Regions from separate parts of the Zea mays genome. Here all the other regions are linked to region 1. Evidence: chromatin contacts called from public Hi-C data. All regions are on one chromosome and are shown on one strand. Each heading gives the region's core, a stretch centred on a gene start, on an enhancer-like site or on the middle of the called end of the contact. The rest is flanking DNA. Distances are from core to core; before and after follow the strand shown. Region 1 holds the start of LOC100283348 (transcription initiation factor IIB). Region 2 holds the start of LOC100285170 (two-component response regulator-like PRR95). Region 3 holds the start of LOC100279523.

Evidence for each region. Hi-C and Micro-C count contacts between places; a contact is called where the count stands out from the background.
Region 2: a Hi-C map of leaf shows a contact between it and region 1, with 6 times the contacts expected there. The contact joins the promoter of LOC100285170 here to the promoter of LOC100283348 in region 1. A contact is called at or near these places in 2 of 25 Hi-C or Micro-C datasets (ear and leaf).
Region 3: a contact with region 1 is called in a Hi-C map of ear, with 2.3 times the contacts expected there. The contact joins the promoter of LOC100279523 here to the promoter of LOC100283348 in region 1. A contact is called at or near these places in 2 of 25 Hi-C or Micro-C datasets (ear and tassel).

The regions. Positions count from the first base shown.
Region 1 is chr2:202,345,488-202,348,480 of Zm-B73-REFERENCE-NAM-5.0, forward strand. It overlaps LOC100283348 (transcription initiation factor IIB), which reads left to right and starts at 1,501. Exons shown (of 7, transcript NM_001156249.3): 1 at 1,501-2,035; 2 at 2,744-2,768. The coding sequence starts at 1,683. It overlaps LOC100273790 (ER lumen protein retaining receptor family protein), which reads left to right. Exons shown (of 6, transcript NM_001360445.1): 6 at 1-45.
Region 2 is chr2:202,140,652-202,143,644 of Zm-B73-REFERENCE-NAM-5.0, forward strand. It overlaps LOC100285170 (two-component response regulator-like PRR95), which reads right to left and starts at 1,599. Exons shown (of 8, transcript NM_001357737.1): 1 at 1,269-1,599. The coding sequence starts at 1,476.
Region 3 is chr2:202,527,899-202,530,891 of Zm-B73-REFERENCE-NAM-5.0, forward strand. It overlaps LOC100279523, which reads left to right and starts at 1,530. Exons shown (of 12, transcript NM_001152521.1): 1 at 1,530-1,724; 2 at 2,233-2,298; 3 at 2,406-2,470; 4 at 2,564-2,676. The coding sequence starts at 1,560. It overlaps LOC103647621, which reads left to right. Exons shown (of 2, transcript XM_020549373.1): 2 at 1-93.

The sequences.
Region 1 (2,993 bases), core at 251-2,750:
TGATCTATGCAGAACTGGCCACGTGAAAATCGTGGGACTAAGGTCATCAGGTCGTATTCACTTTAACATTGATATTACCAAGATAGGGGTTCCTTTCTGGCCCATTACTAATCTTTAGTACCTGTTTGGATCTACGGAATTAGATTTCATTTTTTTAATGATCACAATTTGGACACTGATTAATTAAGTTAATATGGCTACGTACGGAATATAATTGTATGTTATATGCACTTCTGCTATATTAGGGTGAGTCGTATAGAGTGCGCTGGAGAGAGTACTATAAGTTAAAAATATAATTGCAGAGCAAGAATATAATACGGAGATGTGTAGAATTTATTTCTGTATCTTACACTATGAATTTAAGATAGTTTTTATATCTAAACTTTAGAAAGTTGTAAAATGTTCAGTTCCTCCAAAACGAGAGGATCTCAACGGGCTCCTAATAGCCAATTTCAGAATTGTCTAGCTGAATTGAGGGTGGGTCGCAGTTGCCTCATGCATTCTTCCTGGCTTGTTGACCGAACGGACACAGAAATGGTGTGCAGGAGAGTAGGAGCCGTGCTATGGTAATTGCCTTCTCTTTGAGGCTTGCCGAGGGCTTGTCGTCGTAAAAGTTTTGGTAATTGCCTTCTCTGTCGCGACAAGCCTGCGCTTATCTGGCGCTGGCTGGAACTGAAACCTTGCCGCGCAACTCCGGATGCGGCGGGCGGCGGCCCAGAACTGACGTCGTGGAATCCATCAGCGAAGCCCTCACTATGCAGCAAAAGACATCGCGGCAACGCAACGCAACAGTGTCGACTAGCAAGCAGGGCCGGAGCTGAGATTTTGGTGGCCCGGGGCGAACACAGAAATGAGGCCCCCTTATATTATATAAATATATATTCTTTTATAATACATATATTTTTTATTTATAACAAGTAATATAATATCTAAAAAATATACTAAATAAAATTTACAATACCTTAAAAATTTCTTCTAATATTTCTTGAAGCAAATTCATCAATGATCTTGTTGACATTGATCTCATCTAAAAGTTTCTTCTCAATACATAAAGTGGCCAAGTCATTCAGTCGTTCTTGTGACATTGTAGACCTCAAGTAATTCTTCAATAATTTCAATTTCGAGAAGCTCCTTTCAGCTGATGCCACCGTAACAGGTAGAGTGAATAAGATCCGATTGCTTGCAGGGCCCATCTCTTTAAGCCTTCAACTGATCGAAGACTACTACATATGCATGCATGGGGTGGGGCCCCTAGGATCCCCAGGGCGGCCGCCTTGGCAGCCCTGTAGTCAGCGCCGGCCCTGCTAGCAAGCCAGTCGAGAGTCACGTCATCACGTGTGTAGACGTGGCCGGATGGGCGGCTCGCCCGCACGCCACGGCATCACGGCAGGCCAGCCAAACCCAAGCGCCGAACAGAAACCGCAGCAGACCAAACACGAAACTCTCGCCGAACTGATAAAAGGCCCAACCCATCGTCCCCCCTCGCCCTCTGGCCTGTCCGGTCTGCCTCGTCCGCTTCTCTCTCACCCTTCCTCCCCCTCCTCTCCCTCCCTCTCCGCCTCCCCCCCCCCCCCCCCCCCCCCCCCCCCCCCCCCCCCCCCCACCCCAAGCCCAAATCACCGGGCCTCGCCCCACAGCACCGGTTGCGTGGGAGGAAGGAGGGGAGGCGGCTGTCGGGCGAGATGAGCGACTCCTACTGCCCCGACTGCAAGAAGCATACGGAGGTGGCGTTCGACCACTCGGCGGGGGACACGGTGTGCACCGAGTGCGGCCTCGTCCTCGAGGCGCACTCCGTCGACGAGACCTCCGAGTGGCGTACCTTCGCCAACGAGTCCAACGACAACGACCCCGTCCGCGTCGGCGGCCCCTCCAACCCGCTCCTCACCGACGGCGGCCTCTCCACCGTCATCGCCAAGCCCAACGGCGCCCAGGGCGACTTCCTCTCCTCCTCCCTCGGCAGGTGGCAGAACCGCGGCTCCAACCCCGACCGATCCCTCATCCTCGCCTTCCGCACCATCGCCAACATGGCTGACAGGTACGCATCTCCGGAACTCCCTTTCTTACGCTACAGCTTCGATCTGGTTCTATCCAAGTATGTAGTAGTTTGCGCTGATTTCTAGGATATACTGTGCCGCGTGCTTGTTCGCCTGATTTTGGGTCTGGGACGATGGATTTAGGTGAGGAATGTGACGTGGGGTTTCAGGGCTGGTTATCACCGCGCGCGGGTTGGGGGGGTCTAGATTTGGAACGTCTGATTGATATATTTTCGTCGACGGCTTTTTCTATATTCTTGCTGGGTTTGGTGCTGGATGATTGTCCCTTGCATTGGATCTACTGAAAATCCGCTCTTTCATAGGATGGGAATCGATGTAATATCATTGATTTCATCAGGACCTCTCAAAGATTCGGTTTTTATTTGGGCACACACTAGGTTCGGCTAGAGTACTTGTGCTGCTCCCACCTACGCATCATTATGCTGTGCAAAATTAAGCATTGACAGGTTCATCGTGATGGCATGTAGTACCTATACCTTAAGGCACGCGATTTTGTTAGCAAATGATCATTCTAGACTGCGGCATTTATTATACACACATTAAAAAGATATTGTCACATATTTCTGATTTGGGCGAATAGTTGCACAGTACTCAAACTATGTCGATAGCTAATTTGATTTAAGCTGTGTGGACCTTAAATTTTGTAACATCTGCCAACCTTATGCTGACACGGACCATGTCTTCTGCAGGCTAGGTCTTGTGGCTACTATTAAGGTAATGGATCTGATGGTTATTGTCCATTATGTTAAGCTAAATGCAAACTTTGTTTATGTAGCTACATGGCTACTATGCTTGCTTGTGAGTGCTAGTTGTGAGCTTGTGATCTACCATTTTTAGGTGCTGATAGGGTGTCTACTAATAATTGGCCTATTGTAAAATACTGAAACTATTATGATCTCTGTTTTGTATGCTCCTTAATAGGAATATTTGTAGGTCATC
Region 2 (2,993 bases), core at 349-2,848, 200 kb before region 1:
AACAGAAAAAACATTGTCTCGTGGAAAGCAGGCATATCACACCAGTCACCAGGCACCGCAATCTAGCAGAAGTGAGATCTCCCAAACTTACTGCCCAGAAACAAGAGCACTTCCAAAACTGGCAAGTCAAGTAGTCCACCCAAGGCCAAGCTGAGCTTCGATTGGTTCCAACAAACCAACACCGGCAACCTCCATTCCACATACGACTCAGCGCAGCGTCATACTCTTTCCCTTTGATTACCTTTTTGCCGCTCTTAACCCCTAATTAACCCTATGCAGCCTAAAATAGCTACCAACTAGTGCATGGCGCGCGCCCAGCGCGTGATATTAAAATGTGGTTACAGATCACAAAAGCTCTATATTCTAATCATAGTATGTATGTACTAATTACTTCGTATTTTACTCCAATGCAGTGAAAATCTGGTTGGAATGTTCAGTCAGTGTCCATTCCTTCATAAAATTGATGCACCTTTGCGTAACCGAAAATGATGCTTTAACTCAAGGAAGACTGGAAGAGCATCACAAAACGTTCCTTTAGCCATGCACCCTTAACTGCTCACTCCCAAAAAATTGCTAGGCCGTAGGCGTTTCGACTTTCGACCGGCGTGGAGGCCGACACCGACCCGACCAGCAGTTACCGTGGAACGTCTCTAACATCAGGTCATCGTCCTCGTGAATAAATCTGCGCCTCCTCTCACTCTCCACTCTCCAGTGCCGGTTTCGGTCTGCCAAGAGTGCCAGAGACTTGAGCGACTGCCTGAGCCCTGAGGCGAAGGTTGGCTTCCATCTCTGCAGGGACAAGGCCATGGAGCCAATGGCGATTGTGACGGTGACCGGAGGTGTGCTGGGCCCGGTCTTCGTGTTCCTGTCGCGCATCCAGCCTGTGGTCGACTTCTTCCGCCGCCTCAGCGACTGCCTCCGCCACCCTCAGCGTCGCCCTGCCAGACCGCTCAGGGCGCCATGGTATAAGCACGCCACGGCAGAGGAGTAGAACACATCGCCTTTCTTTTCCCCTCCAATGGATCTGGCAGCGCTTCCGATTCCTCCTCGGCTTTCGACTCCGCCTCCGCTTCCACCAGCGCCATACGGCGGAGCGGGCTGGGGCCGAGGCGCCGGCGGATCAAAAATAAGAAGCAAGTCGAGAGCAGACCACAGCCGGACCAGGGGGATTGTATACTAACTACCAATTGCACAGGCCTAAAATGGATACCAATTTGCAGGGGCAATGAAACGATTCGAATCGATTCGCGGGCCGAGGCAGTGCGCACCTCGGTAGCCGCACTTGCGTAGCAGCGCGGAGATGACGTGGCGCGTGGAGTCGTCGCCCTCGGCGAGTAGCACGCGCACCGGCATCCTTGGCAGCATCGGCGTCTCCTTGCTCGACCCCTCCGCCGCCGCGGCCTCTGCCTCTTCCTCCTCCCCCTCGCCGTCCTCCGAATCCACGACCTTCACCACCTCATCCGCTCCTCTCCCCATTTCGACCTCAGCACTCGTCCTCGCCGGAGTGGATTCGGACAACAGCTTGTCTGATACTCTGATCTCTCCCTCTTCTCGCACCCGGCAGTCGGCAGCAGTCGCCACTTGGAAGTTGGAAGCCGGAAGAAAAGGCAGTTTGTGAGAAGAACGACAAAGCCGAAACGCCGCGGCCTATATACGTGCACCCGACCTCTGCCACAGACAAGTGGGCCACGCACCCGCTGGCCCGGCAGACCAGTGGGCGTTGGAGCCGGTGGCAGGTGGGCAGGTGGGCTCGAGCTCCCGCGGGGCCATGAAATATCTGCGGCCATTCGACCGGTGGCCGCGCCCGCCACGTCAGTCGATCGAGCGGATTGGCCCACGTGCACGTGGTCTGCCTGGTCCCATGATGACGTGGCGGGAGCCTGGTCAGTGGTCGGGATATTTCCCCGAGGCGAGGCCTCGAGTCCGATATTTTCTAGAGCTAGGATACGTGGTAGGCCCGGAGATAAAGGACCAGATCTACGGCCGGGACAGCGACACGTGGTGGGTCGAGGAGCTCGGGCAGGGGGATCGTGTGGTCGAGCCGTAGAGGTGGGGTGCCCCCCTGTCCCCCCTCTCGCTTCGAGCGGTTGTGGTCTTGTGGACTTGTGGTGCAGAGCAGCGAACCAGCTACACTGGTGGACTGCGTTTCGTCTCGGACGGGCTAATGGATCCGTTTATTTGCGTTTTTTTCGGCTACCGGTCACTAAAAGTTGTTGTGTACTATTAAACATGCACTTTTTTAGTCATATTTCTGTAAAAACCGTCTAAAATTAACATAAACACAAAATCGGTCGAGTCGAAATCTGTCGCTTTCTATATCGTAAATACTTTGGACTACTTCATCTTATTTCGCAAGTAATCTCTACGATAATCAGATTCTCCTCGCAGTTAGATTCTCTCTGCAGTTAGATTCTTAGAAAAACTAGTCAAAAAACTGAACCAAACAACCCAATTATCTTGCGCCTGCGCTTGGAACAACTCGTTGTTGGTGTTAGTTTTGCCTTTTTGCGTTCTCTGTGCTTAGCACTATCAACGACATGGTTGTATAGTTCCTCTCACCATTGACGAAGGCGCAAGATATAAAGATCAGTTACCTGTTTCTTTTCCACGGCGGCATAGACAGTAGACATTGTTCGGTGATTTTTATAAGGGGCATATATAGAAACGTACGATTTTTTGTGTTAGCACATATAGTCCTTCATATCGTTTGTTATACTTTTGTTTGGACGACTATTGTGATTACCTCATGTCTCTCGTTGAAACTCACAAAAATAGTGAAAAAAATGAAGAAAGGGTGCAGAGTATCACTCCATGCATCGCACTTGTTTCCTCGTCAAAAAACCATCTGCGAGAAACTTCACTAAATCCAACTGAACTGTTAATCAAATGATGCACACGTTCAATGTACGAAAGTTGCAGCGATAGTTTCACGTTAATTCAAGGGAATTTTCAACACATTGTTGAGCATACAGCTATTTCAAATACAACGAAAG
Region 3 (2,993 bases), core at 280-2,779, 180 kb after region 1:
TATAGTTTGTAGTGCTCCATCCGTTCAAATTTTAGGTTTATTCTTGAACAATCTTTTTCACTCTAACCATTTTGAAGAGAAATAATACATCGATATGCATAAGCTCAAATAAATATAGTCGAAACCAAAGAAATTTGACTTAAATAAAATAGCCTATAATCTAGAGCCTATTATATCCAACTAGCGTCGTAAACACGAACGGAATCTATCGGGATAAACCCTTTCTTGTTTTCATTTTTACATTTTAATTGAAACAAGTAAGGTATTGTCGGAAACGGAATCGAACACGGAATGTGCGTGATAACGAAAACGAACTAACCCGAACAGAAATGCAGTGGTAACCGTTGAAAATCAGGAAGATAAAATGAAAACATCGTCTATATCATACATAGTCTCATCAATGAACAACAAATATATGGTAACGTACAATATATTAATATGGGTAAGATAAGTACATAACGACATATTAATAATAGGTTTATAAAACATGAAACAAGCCAATATCAATATGTAAATAATTAAATACACGCCCACAATTGCACAAGCACACTTGTAGTTCACAAAAGTCAACCACACATGACATAATAATTCAAACTAAAAGTAATACTCTACAACTATAGTTCAAAGCTCAGTATAATTATCCATGATATTAGGATCATCGTCAATGTATTATTTCTCTTCATCATCATGTTCCTGGTCATTCTTCTCTATGTCTTTGTCATTCTATAATTTTGTATATAGAAATACAAGATATAATTTGCAAATAGAAATATGGATACACCATGTGGGCATGACAATAGGCCCACTAACGACATAAATACCGTATTTGAATACGATATAATCTCATATTACTACGAGAAAACGGCCGGGATATAGCCTAAACCGTTTTCATTTTTTTTCTGTTTTTTAATACTGTTTTTATATTTGTCCAAAATACGAATTCGAGCAGGACAAATACTTCCCTATATCCAATGTAGGTCTGGCCTGTTAACATACATCGCGTATTGTATGGCGGTTAAATTTCTCCTGTTTCTGTCATTCTCGACAGTAGTAGTTTAAATCCTTGAATCGTTTTACCTGGCTGTCTGGTGGGCAGGTGATGCGGGTTTTGACCCCCCCCCCCCCCCCCCCCCCCCCCCCTCCTTCTGTTCAAGCACGTATTTGTTTCCCCCACAGGCTACAGTAGTACACAGGCCACATCATGAAGTTCACCTCATACTAGCACGCGCTCTCAAACAGTTGAAACCAAATGAATAAGCGTAACCTTTGCTCGGAATGAAACCAAAATGAGTGCAAATTCGACGTCGAGGAACTCGCCTGTTACCCGTTGGGCTGTTATGGGCCTCAATAAGACGTGGCCCAACTTAATCAAGGTGAAGAATTCTAAGTCGGTTAGGCCCACGTACCTAAGCACCCCGGCGGTCGCCCGGCGCCGCTGCAGGCCGCAGTTGTAGGTACAGGGACAAATCCCCGGTTCTTTCTCCACCCTCCGACCGGCCGGCGGCCGCTGCAAGTTTCACCGCAGTTGGCAACTGGCAACCCCGCTCTGACCTAGGAGGATGTCGGGTTTCGGCGATGGGTACGTGGGGACGGCGCAGGACGCGGTGAAGATCCGGCGGCTGGAGAAGCAGCGCGAGGCGGAGCGCCGCAAGATCGAGGAGCTCAAGAACAAGTCCGCGGACGGGCAGCCCGGCCTCCTCCAGTTCGGCTCCAGCACCTCCGAGGTAATCGCCGTCACGGCCGCGCGCTTCGCTTTCCTCCGCTCCTCTACGGGTCTCGCTACCGAATTCTTTTAATCCTGTCGATGCGTTGTAATTGCCCAGCAAGCTACGAGCAAGGGACAAGGTACTGACTCGCTTGTCGCCACGGTCGTTTAGGATTCGTCTCTTTTTCGTTGTAATCACCTGTAATTTTAACTGGATAGCTAGCCCTACTTGTGATTTAGCAAAACCAGCTTGAGATTTGTCGTCTGTTTAGTTACCCATTAACGATTCACTTTCGAGTCCTTTTCCACTCATCAGTTTTGTTACTGAAGTGACCAATGGATATGTTTGTTTGTGTGTGTGTGTGTTTGATGTCGTTTTGGCTGATTTATGTCATTTAATTTGTAAAACATGTATAGACCTCTTCGCTCGTTTAATTATTATTTGAGTTTCTGTAAGTAAGCTGTTACTGTAGCTCGTGTATACCCTTGACTTTTATTAAGCTAATGTTAATTGCTGCTACATTCAGATTCTTGAGACTGCATTTAAGAAGGAAACAGTTGGTCTCGTCACCAGGGAGCAGTATGTCGAGAAGGTAATTGGCCAATTCATTCATACATACATCATTATCACTTTATCAGCCGGCTCATTTGTTGAAAACTGGGATTTTCCATCTAATATATTGTTCTTCTGTCCTAGTAGAGGGTTAACATTCGAACCAAGATTGAGGAGGAAGAGAAAGAGAAACTTCAAAAGCTGCAACAAGAGTGAGTTCGAACTTTCAATTGAAGCCTGGTAAAATCATAAGTACCTTTGCATTCCTTTCCCCCAGACAAACAATGATGTTATGTGTGTTTCAGAGAAGAAGAATTGCAAATGCAGAAAAGGAAAAAGAGGAGAGTGAAGAGTGATCCACGCTTATCTTTCTGTGATGACATTGAGAATGGAAGTGACGAAGATGATTTTGAGAATCGTAAGCTGCTTCTAACCTATCTGTACTCTTATTATTTTATTGTTTTCTTACCTCATTTATGTCCATCTCAAGCAGATCTGTTCATTTTTTGGGCGTATTGCACATGTCTCTCTTTGTTGCATTGACCAAGTTTTTTTTTTGCTTTGTTTCATTATTCCCCACTTGTGTGGGCTGATTGCAGCTTATGGTTTCATATTTCATTTGTTACCATAGTCGAGACGTAGTTTATGAACAATACTAAATATAGCACATCTGTATATTCTTTGGTCGTGTACTAGTTTGCTTCTGATAATTGTTTTTTGCATCATGCTTATCAA